2 separate regions of the Callithrix jacchus genome follow, and region 1 is linked to region 2. A link is a contact called in public Hi-C data. All regions are on one chromosome and are shown on one strand. The core of a region is the stretch at or near the end of the contact, and the rest is flanking DNA. Distances in the headings are between cores, read along the strand shown. Region 1 holds the start of LOC108592611 (a long non-coding RNA gene). Region 2 overlaps FGGY (FGGY carbohydrate kinase domain containing).

Region 1 (7,117 bases), core at 1,822-4,321, 230 kb after region 2:
ATGTGGGGCAAGGAGTGGAAAGAGTAAGTGAGCTGAGTCCATCGCAGGCAGGGTAAGAGGAAATCAAATGGAGCAGCAGAAAGTAGCCCTCTAAGTCACCTTGCTGAACCCCATGGTGATGGCATCTCCTCAACTTACTAGCTGTGTGAGCAAACCTGGCTGGGCAAGCTACTTAATTTCTCCAAGCTCAGTTCCATATTCACTGACCCGATTGAGTTTCCACTAGTATTCTGTGAATGAAAGCACATTTAGCACAATCCTGTTCAGCAGAAAAGTACTTTTATTATCCCTGTGTTCGCTTGATCTTCACCACAGTCATAAGGGATAGGTGGTATCATCGTGCCACTCTATTAAGCAAAAAATTGAGGCACCAAGCTATTGAAAAGTTTACGTTTACCTAGATGGTTAGTAGCAGAAAAATGGTTTTGAACTCAAGTGGTCTGGCTCCAGCCCTGCTCTCTGCATATCTCCCACAGCCCCATGCTTTGGAGGGTACCTATAGCTGATTTGTGTGTCACATGCTAGATTTGCATGTCAGGGTAGATACTGCTCAAGTATGTCCAGACCTCTCACTCACTACTGAGGAAGAAGTTCTTTCTGCTTGAGGGAATGATGGGGCAGAACTTATAGCTGTAGTGACCCTTTGACAGGTGGGGCAGGTAGAGCAGGCACAAGTGACTCACGAGGGAGCATTAGCCCGAGGATGCAGTAGGAATGCTGCTACTGCACTGATCTTGGCAGTTTTGCTTAGTGAACAAAACAATTTATTTGTTTATTATTCATACTCTGCTTCCACAAAGGATTTAAGAAAGCTTACAAAAAGGGGCTAAGTAGGCTACTGGAATAAAACTCACAAGTTAGAAACAATGTAAAAAGAGGAAAATACACCAATCCCTTATACTAGGTGGGACATCCTCTAACTCAAATGCCTTAAGGTGCCACCCAGGCCATACAAACATGGGAAGATACCAGCAAAGGACAAGGTGATTCGATTCTGTGTTAGGTAAGAAAAAAGTACTAGAAAAGTGTGAGTACTAATATTTGTATTCAAAGTACTGCCACAGGATGTTGAAATTCAGGTTGTTTTAACTCTGGATTGGTGAGTGTCACACCAAATATCTATGGGACAGATCTGGCATACCTATGGGTCCCTGACCTGGACTAGGCAGTTCTTCTTCTTATTTTTTAATGGGGTCTCGCTCTATTGCCCAGACTGGAGTGCAGTGGCATAATCATGGCTCACTGCAGCCTCAAACACCTGTTCAAGCAATCCTCTAAGGGATTACTTTGAACTTCAGGCAACCAAGGCAAAACTGGGCAATACGTCAAGTCATATGGAGTCAAGGAAGTGTACCTGTTCTTTAAAAGAGACCACGTTTTTCCGTATACCAAATTCTAACATTATTATTTCTTTAAAAATAAACTTAGAAATCCTTCCATGGAATTCTTATAGAAGAAGACAGAAGAACTTGTTATATACAACCTTGCCAGAGCCCAGATCATAACTTGAAACCTGACTTTGTGTCTAGGATAGCCTGGGTTTATAGCTTTTTGGAGATGTCGCTTGACCTAGGGATATAACCAAGAATACCCAGTTTGGTAGATAGATAGCATGTCCTTTCACCTTTTTTCCATGAATATTTCTTCCTTTGGCCAGCTTTGCAAACAAAGCTGTTTTACTGACCTAGGAGTATCTCACAGGACTTCAGTACTAAAGCTTTTTACCGGCCTGGCATCAGAGAAGTGCTAAAATGAAGCACCCATCAATCGAGAAGGGCAACAGATGTTGAAGCATATCAAATATCAGTAAACAGCAAGCCCACAGAGACTGCTGAACTTGGAATCCTCATAGCAAAAATACCCTGTTGCCTTTAAGAGAGAACACTGTGGACTTTTATAAACCACATTAAGTGATGCATTTTTTTTTTCATTTGGACAACTGCTACCCTATGAAATATTTTGCCTGAAAGATGGTCTGCTATGCTCTATTTTTTTTTAATCTCTACTTTTTTTAAGGGCAAACTTAATGCTCACAGAGTGTTCTAGGCTCTCAGCCCTGGAAATATAGGTCTTCAGTAATTGAGAGGAGTTTCATGTTCAGCTTATCTAGTACCCTGTCTTTTACTATTAGCAGTATGATTCATATTATAAGTAATAAATTGGGCTGTATTTCAAATCCTGTCGCTGTGCACCGGATTAGTCCTTTTACCTCTCTAAGCCTACTTACTCATATGTATAAAAATAAGACTATTAAGGGCGCCTACCTTATGCAATTGTTGTGAAAATTAGATGATATGTATAAAGTATTTGGCACAGTTACTGGTACAAATAAACTCTCAATGAGAGGTATACAAAGTTTTAGTAATATTTATGATGATAACTATCATTACTATTAGCTGACTATAAATTACATGCTGTATTAATGCTTTACATACATTACTGAAAGATAGCTGGGCTGGTCCTTTGCCTGTTTGCTCTCGGCAAGTGCCTCTTCCCCTGCTCTGCTGTGTATTACACTTCTAGGTTCTCTTGCACCCGACCTCTGGGCAGGTTTGGCCAAGGGGAGATACTGGTAGGAGAATGACATGCAGGCAGAAGTTAGGTCATTTCTCCACTTCGCTACAGCAGCAGCTGCATCTTCTGTCTGATTCCAGCTCCCAGACTCTCTCAGGTCCCAGTTCTGGCCACTCAGCTTTTCTTTGGTTTCTGTTCTAGGCTGACATTCCCTGCTCCTGGCTCTGGTCCCACCACTGCCTCCTATCATCGCTTGATTCCTAAGAGGGGTAGCAGCTGTCTGCTGTTGGTAACCTGTGTGTGGCTTCAACAACCTGTTTGGCTTCTAAGTTTCTTATGTCACCAATGAAACTAAATTCTTATATTTAATTCCTGCTGTTGAAAGACCTAGCATAGTTTCAGCTATTGTGACTGGACTCTGACTGCTATCACTGCTTTTAAATACTAAGAGACAGTAGTCCTTACAGAGAATTCACTTCTCCTCTCCATGTTGGAATGAGCCAAGCCAACTGGAGAAGGGATGGCTGGTTATCACAGAGATGTACTAACTAAAGCTCAAAAGACAAGAAATTGCCCTAAGCATCTTTGATGAATACTGCCAATACTGAGTTTGGCACTGAGGCCTGGAACCTCAGGTAGCTTACCCCTCTCTGAGGAGACAAGACTTCAGTACAAGTCATAGCCAAGCGCAGTACGAGGTAGTGTCTAGTCATAAGGAATAGGAACTCCTCTTTCTTGAGCCAGAGCCCTGGACCATTCACTATTCTAGGTGAGTCACTATAATAGGTATGTGATTATTCTCATACCCCAAATAAGGAAATGGAGGCTCAGAGAGGGCAAGTGATTTGCCCAGAGTCACACTACTATTAAGAAGTAGTCTTAGCAACTTACATTTGTATATCCTGGAACCTGTGTTTATTGAACTTATATCTGTTCCTCAGAGTTTTCTAAGCTTTTTGTCAGTTTTAAAGCAGATAATAAGAAAACTGCATACATAATTCATATTACCCTGGTATGATAGAAATGACCTTACAGAAACAATATTCAACCTTATTCACCTAATTCTCAGAACAGGTTTATGTGGAAAGTTTATTGTGTTCATTTTTTACAGATGAGAAAGCAGACTCAAAAAAGTAAAGGAACTTACCCAAGTTCACACTGAATGTTTATATTCAACCTAGAATTTGAATGCAGGTTTTTCTGTCCCCAAGCACATGCTCTTTCCACTTGGTGACATCCAAGAACTGGACTACATGTAGTATAAGACCAAGTGTTGTGTTTTTTGTTTTTTGTTTTTTTTGAGACGGAGTCTCACTCTGTTGCCCAGGCTGGAGTGCAGTGGCGTGATCTTGGCTCACTGCAACCTCTGCCTCCTGAGTTCAAATGATTATCCTACCTCAGCCTCCTGAGTAGCTGGGATTACAGGTGCCCCCGTCACACCGGGTAATTTTTATATTTTTAATAGAGATGGAGTTTTCACCATGTTGGCCAGGCTGGTCTCGAACTCCTGACCTCAGGTGATCCACCCACCTTGGCCTTCCAAAGTGCTGGAATTACAGGTGTGAACCACCCCACCCAGCTTAGAAATTTTTTTAAAGGTTGGGGAGCAAGGCCAGGTTCCCCATCTTCCAGGAACAGACAGTTGGGTTAGAGAAGTATATGTAAAGTGACCTGAAACCAGAGAGTGCCAATGCATAATCTACTCTCTGGTAGTGACTACCAGCAGGAAAGAGAAACCTGGTTTTGTGTAAGAAATGGGGCTTGAAATGGGCTGGAGTGGAAACATTAACTTAGGAAAGGTAGAAAACCAGCAGGAAAAGGGCTTTTTAGATAGAGGTGCTGGTGAGAGCAAAGGAACAGATGCAGACAGAACGGAGATCAACCGTAACTCCTGGGAAAGGTCCTAGTTCAGGAGTAGTGAAAGAGAAAGTTGGATACATAGGACCACAGCTGATTACAGGTGAGGGTTGTTAACCACAAACAGATCAATTAGGAATTTGATCAGCAGTCTTGGGAGTACCTGTTGCTCAGTATTCCCTCATCCTTTAACTGTCTTAAAAAAATGTTGCAAGCTGATAGTCTCACTTTAAAAAAAATTAACAACATTAAGTGCTTCTTAGATAATACTGCTTTCTGCTTCAAAAAAAAATAGCTTGTAAAAAAGTCAACCTGTGAGTAATAATAAAAGTTTATTACTTATCTCTAACAGTTTTGAAGAGTCTCTGAAATAGAAGGGGAATACTCTTTAAATATCCCTAGAAATGCTATCCTCTTTCACAACAGTTCCTTTGCATACAGAGTGTTATAAAATAAGACATTGGAGAATTTCAGGATGGAGAAGGCACCTTCTGAAGCAATGTCATTGAGAGATGGGGAGCAAGCCACTTTGTACCAGCTCAAAATCTAAACCCTCCTCCCTCCCCCCAGCCCCCTCCCTGACACCTAGCCCTGGAGGAGCCTGTATGTTGGATGGAGTTGATGGCAGTGAAATTCCTACCAAGTTGGCTCTCTCATTTTCACCTGTCAGCGTCTCTGATGAAGAGGGATCTTGGCAAACCAGACTGGTTTGGATAATTGGACTGTTGCAGTTGTCTTTATCTCAGTAAATTGACTAACCACTACAGAGGCTGGAGGAGAAATTTATAGAAAATCCTAAAATGGAGATTGAAGCAAGTGTTTCAATGACTAGGAAAGAGCAGGCCTTTGTGAGTTTCCAGCATATTATAGTATGGTGGGGCACTAGGACTCCTGTCTTCAAGGGGCCCCTAAAAATGAGGGGGGATTCATTTAGTATGTGCCAGCTGTCATTTAAGCCCTTTTTGGTTATTCACTCACTTAGTCCTCACAACGATCCCATAAGACCCTGATATTAGTTGTACTTTGCACACAAGGAACCTGAATCACAAAGACAGCAAGTGCTTCCCTGTGGTTAGATAGCTAGTAAGAGGTGAAGCTCAGATACGAACCCAGATTTTCTAACTCTGTGGTCAGTTCACTATGAAATACTGAAACCCATTTCTGTAAAGTTCCTCTGGGAAACTCACCTTGGTGAGGCCCATCTCTGTACAGCCCTACCCCTATGTGCCCATATCTCGCTCTGGCCTTAGACGTTGCCGTGTTTGCTGACCGTACTCAAGTGTGAGCTTCCAGATAAGAATCCAAGTCTTACTCATCCTTAGGAAGTAGTCGGTGCTGGATACGTGTGTGTTGCAGCAGACTGGAGGTGAAGTTTTACAGAGACTTTGTAATCTCCCTGAAGCTGGCTAAGAAAGCAGCCACCTATGACTAGTTACACAGAAAGCCAGCCACTTAAGCAGTGGCACTGCTGGGTATGGACTTAGTTTTAAAGTTGCTAGCAGGTAAAATCTGATCTGTGTCTCCAGAAACAATCTTACTTGTGCACATTAGCTCTGACTCTAAACTGCTCCTTAATGATTCTCACTTGCTCTAATTTTTCAAAGACTGACTCCTCAGTCATTAGAGTCTGTTCCATTACTAGTAACTCAGTGTATGACCTGGAACAAGAGGTCTACATCTTTGGGACACAGTTTCCTCATCTTTAAACTGAAAGAATCAGGTTCCGGTTTTCAAAAATATAAAGCAGTGGAACCTTTGGGAGGCCAATATATAAAACAGAAGGTGAACTGTGCCTCTGGCTTATTTATCACACCCTCTTTCCCCACTGCCTGGCAGCCTTGGAGGGTCTCTGCTGAACATAAGCACTGGACTAGATCTTTTCAAAGGAAATAACCCAAAATGTTTAAAATGTTTAATAATGATACTTAATAATTCAGTAATAAAGTCACTTCAAAATAGCCTAGCCTACCTTGAGAAAAGCAGGTTGGAAGGCCTCACCATGGGACCGCTGTGCCTGTCTGTGTGACTGTCAGACACTGTGTGCTCCAGGCAGGGAGGGGTGTCAGCTTAACCTGATCATGTACAGTGGGTTGGGAAAGCTAACGCCTCTGGGCCTCATTCTCCTTGGCTGGAAACAGACTGCGTGTCGTGGCACTGGGGAATTAGAAATTCTATCCAGCCACTCTTGGAGATTGATTTTCCGTCTGGGGATCTGACCTCTTGCTTCACTAGCAGAGGGGATCAGACTGTTCTGGGAGGAGTCAATGAGCTGGCCCTCAGAAAAGCCTTCCCTTTCTTTTTTGTTCTTTTTTTTAACTGTATGTTTCAAAGGGGAAGTCTGATTACTTTGGGGACTTAACACCACCAGTTTGAATTCTTCTTGGTACTTAGAGCCTTGAGATAATCCATACCACCCCAACATCAGTCCTTCATGCTAAAAGATTACTGAAGATTTAATTCCATTTATGTCATTGGATTTGTAAAAAAAAAACCCTTTTGGATTCAAAGATGAATGCCTCAGTTACTTTATTTTTGTTATTTTCACAGACCTCTTATGCAAATGCCTCAAGAGTAAGAATCTTGCTCAAGTGATTTTTGTATCTCCAAAGGCTAAGCCGGAGCCTGACATAGAGTAGCTGCTTGGTAAATATGTGTTCATTCATTCAACAAATACCCCCCTAGGTATAATGATAAGCAAAATAACTATCCTAATCCTTAACATGTCTGCAGTTGACTGGAAGAGACA
Region 2 (6,395 bases), core at 1,223-3,722:
AGGGGCTGGGGTTGTCACTTACTAGGTACGGGACTTTCCAGTTGCTTAACCCCAAAGGCCTTCCACTTCCTCATTTCTTATGTAGGATGGTAGGACTGGATTGAGGACAGCAGATAGATTAGCTCTCAGTCTTACTGATTGGAAATTGCTGTCCAGAGTACAGTGTGGGGATGATTGGGAAGCCAATCTCAGCTAAGTAAGAAAGAGCAGTAAACTATCGATGTTTGCCAAGTATGTGATGGTGGCACATCTGCCTGGAATTATGGGACTTGATGATCATTTCTGCCTCTGTGATTTTATGATTCCAAGTATCTTGCAAGTGATATTAGAGGGATCATGAAACATTTCGAGTCTTAAAAATTACTCAGGAATCTATTAACAATGATGAGGAACATGCAACCAGACTTTAGTTGAGAGTTTACCATATGTATATTATATCACTTAATCCCTATCCTTATGCTTAGGGAAACTCAGGCTCATAGTGATTAAATGACTTGCCCAAGGTCACTCAGGTAATAGGTGATGGAGCTAGAATTCATACCCCAGTGTGTTTGCCTCCAAAACCCAAGTGTTGAACTGCCACCCTATACTACTTTCCAACTGAAAAATAACTCAGTATGATCATAGATGCCAATGTTATGGCTTTGCCTATAAGTACACAGAAATTAGAAAGATGATTGAGAGATTCATTAATGTCTGCTTGCCCAGTTCTTTTGAGCATACCGTATTTGAGGAAGGTGCACATGACCTTGGGGCAGTTTATCTAACTCTCTAAGTCTCAGTTATCTTATTTGAGAAATGGGTCATAGCTTTTAATAGTTCAAAGGAAATAATCCAGGTAAAGCATCCTATAGTGCCCAAGATGTCAATAGCACTCAGTATATGTTTATATTATGTTGCCCCAAGGTCATGTGGCTGGGATTTAAGCTGAAGACTGCCCACCTCTGAAGTCTATGATGGCACCTATTGGTTTTGGTACAAGTGAGTATCAAGTGGACCATAAGATAGCATTGGAGGTGCTTTTGAATATGAAAGGCGGCATGAGGATCCCTCTCACTTATGTCTGTTCTATTATCCAGAACTTGGTGAAAATCCTGGCCCTTGCCTACTAGAATGAAAGAGGAGGAAACCTTACTTGCTGTACACCTTTCTCTGGTTGGGGCTTTCTCTAATCTAGGAGTGCTCAGTAAATATGATGAGTAGCAGGCCACTCATTGTGATCACCACCCATGTAGCAGACATCTTTTTTCACGCTCTTGCAAACTGAAGTACAAGACAATCACATGTATGGCTGCACTGAATGTAAAAGGTTGAAGAGAAGTGATATGCCAAATAGATGACCTAGAGTTGATGTTTAGCAAAGTAAATCTCTTGGTAGTCCTGGTAAAGTTAATTTCAATAATTCTGTTTTTTTTCCTATATTAGAAACTTAGAGGTTAAAAAATAATAAATATACATGAGGAGATTTAAAGTTCATGTGGAAACAGATCTTCAGAGTACAGGTGGGATCTTTCTTTATAGAAATAGTTTTTCCTCTTGATTTTTTTCCTTGGGTAAATTTCTTTCAAATCGACTCAATTCATTTGGTGCTATTGCTTTCCTTGGTGAAGACTATTCTGGGGATTTGATCAAAACAGACATGAAAATCCAACCCTCAAATTGCAAATATCAGGGAATCTGGAATTTGCATTTTCTAGGCTAAAGTAATTTACTGGCAAAGTTTGCTGTCTCCTCATTTCCCCAATACACACACAACTCTTAAGTCTGTCTCCTCCAGGCCTCCTCCCTCTCAGTTTATTTCCAGCACACATGCATGTGCATCCATGCCTACACAGGTGTGCACATGTGCATGTATACACATGCACACAGACACATGACACACATATTTTATTCTGTGCTAATAAATAGGCCAGTATTGGCTAGGCTGGGCCTCAGGACTGTCTGGTTTAAATCTAAGCTGCCTGGGAGATCTGGAGTAATAAGTGAGTGACAACAGGTGCAGATTTTGTTTCGCCCTTCTGAACTCAGCCCATAGTTCTTTCTTTGATTCTTTTTACCCAACACCCTTCCCTCAGTTGTGTCCAATAAATTTTATAGCTGCATGATCCTGTTTCAGGGCTGAAGGGAGATTTTTCTCTCCACTTGGCTAAATGGTGCCTAAATCAAAACACCACTTCCTGCCCCTTCCTCACACTTTAAAAAGTAATCAGGAATAAATCCCAGGCCATAAGCTCCTGCTGGGTCCTGTATCTTCAGTTTTGCATGTGAACAGCTAATTTTCTCATCCCATTTTAGAAAAGCCAAGAATTAACTTGCAAAGAATTAGCCATAATTGGGGAGAAAATAATAACTTGTTTTTTTCTGCCCTGTGATAACTGGAGCCACTGGCAAATCTTTCACAGTGATGTCAACGCCTACTTCTATTTAAAACAAAGTATTGCTCCAGGGGCCTTGAAAGCTATATCTGAATGTTCTCTGTGGTACATTTTGGTGCAAGCCACCCTGAATATTGGAGTTGGATTCATTTTATGTCTTTTTTGGTGCAAAATCCTAGTGCAGGGAGACATTTCATACCACACTGGAAGACATGAATGGATTTTGCAGGTGTCATGTATGTTCACAGGCCCTGCTTGCATACTTAAGGTAGGCTCCAATCAGGATTTTTTTTTTAGAAGCAGGCTGTGGTCTAAGCTGAGTATTGTTTCTCATAAGGACCCATTTTATACTAGCATTTTTCTATTTTGAGACTTTGCCCAGCTGCCTCTATTCTCTGTGATGTAGACTTAATAAAAATCTCTTGGTTCACAACAAACATGGAAAGGAGATGATACACTTTTTCCATTTGCTAGTAGAACTTTACCTGAATGCAGTTGGTCATATATCTCAGTGTCATCAGAGTACAACAAAATGTCATGCCTTCCCATGATTTCAGACAGCACTCATCAGTAATGACTTATCTGAATGTCAGCCTTGCACCTCTCCTGAGCTCCAGCCTTAAGGGCAAGCTTATCATTAAACAGCCCTACCTGCTAGCCCATAGACACCCCAGGCGCAACTCATTTTTCCTAAATAAATTCACTTTTTCTTTCTATGTTTTCTATCATGGTAAAGGTGCTGTGATACAGTAACTCAAACAAGAAACCTTGATGGTATATCCATATCTTCCATATCCATTACTGTTACTTAAGTGAGGGGGACGATCTATTATATTGCTTCAGATATCACTGGGATCCATTGCCCTTCTAACTGGGCGCCCTGAGTCCAGTCATCTTGGCCTTTCCTCCAACTTCTACCCCACGTCACCTACCTGCCCCTGTCTTTTCCGCCCCCACCAAAACAATACTTCATACATCTGATGAAGGAAAATCTGATAGTATTTAACTATTTGACCTCTTTAGTAGTATCCCACTGCAGGCAGGAAACAAGTCCTAACTTCCCAGTATAAGGAATATAAGGTGCAGTGTGATCTAGCTGCTCCCTGACTCTCCAATCTCACCTCCTGTCATACTGCCATGGATCAATCCCCATGGATCTTTTTATTCTCTTTCAACTCTGTATTTTTGCACATGTGATTTTTCTGCTAGTAATGCCCTTTCTTAATTGGCCTGTACCTCCGACTCCTATGCTTCTGTATTATTAGGCTATAGTTCTAGATGTGGCTTAAATAAATTAGATTATTTCTTTATTGGATAGTCCAGACATAGATGCTTTCCATGAGATCATCCAGGAGCCCAGGTACTTTCTGCATTGTACTGTGCTTAACATGATGTCCCTTTCTGCATGATCCAAAGTGGCTTTCAACCACAGCTTCCTTCCAGGCAGTAAGATGGATAATAGATGAAGAAGGAACTCACCTTTTCCCTTTTAGTGCTGTGACTAATAACAAATATAGTTTTATTTGTTATCCAGGTTCCTGACATAGAGCTCCTAAAAGCATTGTAATTTCCTGAGTGACTGGAGTTCTAGGAGCATCTTTTGTTGTACTGTTTAGACTTTGACTCTGGCTCCTAACAGAGCTCCTAAATCCCTTGGAGTTTCCCAAGTGATAGAGCATCTTTTGCTTTAATGAAGCAACTCCTTGGCTCCTGGATAACTTCAGAATGGGACTTGGTCAGAATAGGACTTGGTCACCAGAAACACCTGGAGTAAGGGTAGATCCCACAGGTTAAGGCTTCAGTCCAAGACTCCTCCCATTTTGGATGCCAGTCAAAAGTCTAGACCTTCCATACTTCTGACCAGTCAGCTACATACTGGAGGTTCCCACAACACCCTTTTATCAGGTTTCTGAAGAGTTAACATACTGGTTAGTGTGGGAAAAGCCTTTACACATGTGGTATAAAAATTGTGGGTATCTTTAGAGGCAGTTTCCAGAGTTTGTAAATATCTCTTATTTCCCAATCTTTTGTGCCTCCTGTCTGTCTGGTACTCTACCTCTAAAGTAATAGCAGCAACAGCAATTCTGATAGTAGTCATAGTGGTGCTTCTCCAGTGGAAGCTGTAATAGTAGTAGGAAGAAGAGGTGTAGGAGTGGTGTCATGATTTCCCATGCCAAGTTTCAGAAGAGATTGGAAGGCTACATGACATGCCTGAGGTCACATAGTTAATAAATAAATGGCAAAGCTATCATTCTCACTGAGAGTTCTCTTACTTCAGAGCTCACCACTAGACATGGGTAGCTTTCAATGCAATCACACTGAACGACAATGATTTCCTCATATGATAACCTCTCTTACAAGATTCTGAACTTCTTGAGGAAAAGGACATATCCAATTCACATTTGTAACTGTAGGGCCTAGCTCAAAGGCTGGGTATATATTTCAGTTTTAGACATTTAAATCAGGGTTTCTTAACCTTGGCACCATTGACATTTTGGGCTAGATAATTCTTTGTCGTGGTGCTGTCCCTTTGTGCATGACAGTATGTGTAGCACCATCCCTGGTTTTTACTCACTAATTGCCAGTAGCATATCTCCCCACCCCCAGTCAGATAAACCAAAAATATCTCCACACATTGCCAGCTATCCATTGGGAGGCAAAATCCCCCTGATTAAGAACCATTGATTTAAATTAAATGAAGGCCAAGGAGCCTCGAGTAGTATTCATATCCCAAAAGGGCATTTTCAGAACTGTTGAGGCTGCTGGATCTCTCAAGGATGATAATGTATTTTCCAGGCCTTCTGTGTCTGGAGCACAGGTTGCCTGTAGTGGTGGCTGTGATGATCTCAGTGTGCCAGGCCTTCACAGGGAATACCAGAGAGGGTCCCTCTGGAGCAGCTCTCACTGGGTCATGCAGACTGTCTGTCTGGCATGGTACTACCTGCAAAATCTCTTTGCCTTAACCAAAAATATGCTTTTATAAATTTCCTGGCAAAGCAGGGGCCACATTCTGTTTCCTGATTTCTCTCTTTTATTTCCAGATGTGTCACTGGTGACACATACAGCCCAACGAGAACTCTGTTGGAAACTCAAGTGTCTCACTCTTTGCCAGCCCTGCTGTCATGATTTTCCCACCATCTAAGCCAGTCTAGGTTACGTTGCCCACTTGCTGGTCAGTGCTTGGATGTCAGTTTAACTTTTTAAATTCTAGATCTGTAGCATGCTTTAGGGAGGAAACTTTATGGGTTATTACACAAATGGAGTTAACCCTTTTATGCTTGCAATGTTTTTGTTAGTGACAGAGACATGAATTTAAGAACTGCCATTTATTATTTGTTTCAGTTTGCTTAGCTTCTTTGATCCTTGATTTGTTTGCCTACAAAATAGAGTAACCTACTTGCCCTGTCTACCTCCATGGGATTGTTATTAAACACAGTAAGATAATCTTCTCAAAAGGCTTAAACTCCCTAGTATGATATACTGTTCGTACACCTTTTGCACCCTAGAAAACTCTACAGTGTCATTGTTCATGAGCACCAAATTATCCGTTCAGTTATGGCAGATTTTGTGGGGTTTTCTTTTTTTCCTGCTAGTTTCTAGGACCTAGAAGGTATTCAGTAAATATTTGGTGAATGAAAGTATGAAAAAAATTGGGAAGTCAGATTCTGTGGTTCATTGTACCAGTCGAGGCTGGAAGGAGGTGAGTGAACGGTTTGTGTAGCTTTGTGTCATTTGTATTTGTGACAGACATTTTAAACAATAGCATTTTTAAGGGTTCACCTGATATTTATTTGGGGTCACAAGTGAGTGCCTGCAGAGGCAGGACACAATTAGCACTCTGGCAGACAGGTGACAAGACAGGGTGGGGAGGGACCCAGGGGAACTGGAGAGGACATACTGAGCTGTCTTAGTCCTTTGGGGCTGCTATTAAAGAATTCCATGGACTGGGTGGCTTATAAGCAACGAGAAAAAAAATTATTTCTCATTGTTCTGGAGGATGGGAAGTCCAAGAACCAGGCA

Evidence for each region. Hi-C and Micro-C count contacts between places; a contact is called where the count stands out from the background.
Region 1: a Hi-C map of skeletal muscle shows a contact between it and region 2, with 4 times the contacts expected there. The contact joins two enhancer-like sites. A contact is called at or near these places in 2 of 3 Hi-C or Micro-C datasets (both in skeletal muscle).

The regions. Positions count from the first base shown.
Region 1 is chr7:96,724,415-96,731,531 of calJac240_pri, forward strand. All of the region lies in intron 15 of FGGY (FGGY carbohydrate kinase domain containing), which reads left to right. It overlaps LOC108592611 (a long non-coding RNA gene), which reads right to left and starts at 6,413. Exons shown (of 6, transcript XR_013520136.1): 1 at 6,341-6,413. Within about 2 kb of position 3,072, at least 2 of the 16 cell types and tissues checked have an H3K27ac peak or open chromatin away from gene starts, as enhancers often do. A contact at or near this core is called in skeletal muscle, where this site is marked.
Region 2 is chr7:96,495,114-96,501,508 of calJac240_pri, forward strand. All of the region lies in intron 5 of FGGY (FGGY carbohydrate kinase domain containing), which reads left to right. Among named protein-coding and RNA genes, the nearest start is that of FGGY, 120 kb to the left of the region's middle. Within about 2 kb of position 2,473, at least 1 of the 16 cell types and tissues checked has an H3K27ac peak or open chromatin away from gene starts, as enhancers often do. A contact at or near this core is called in skeletal muscle, where this site is marked.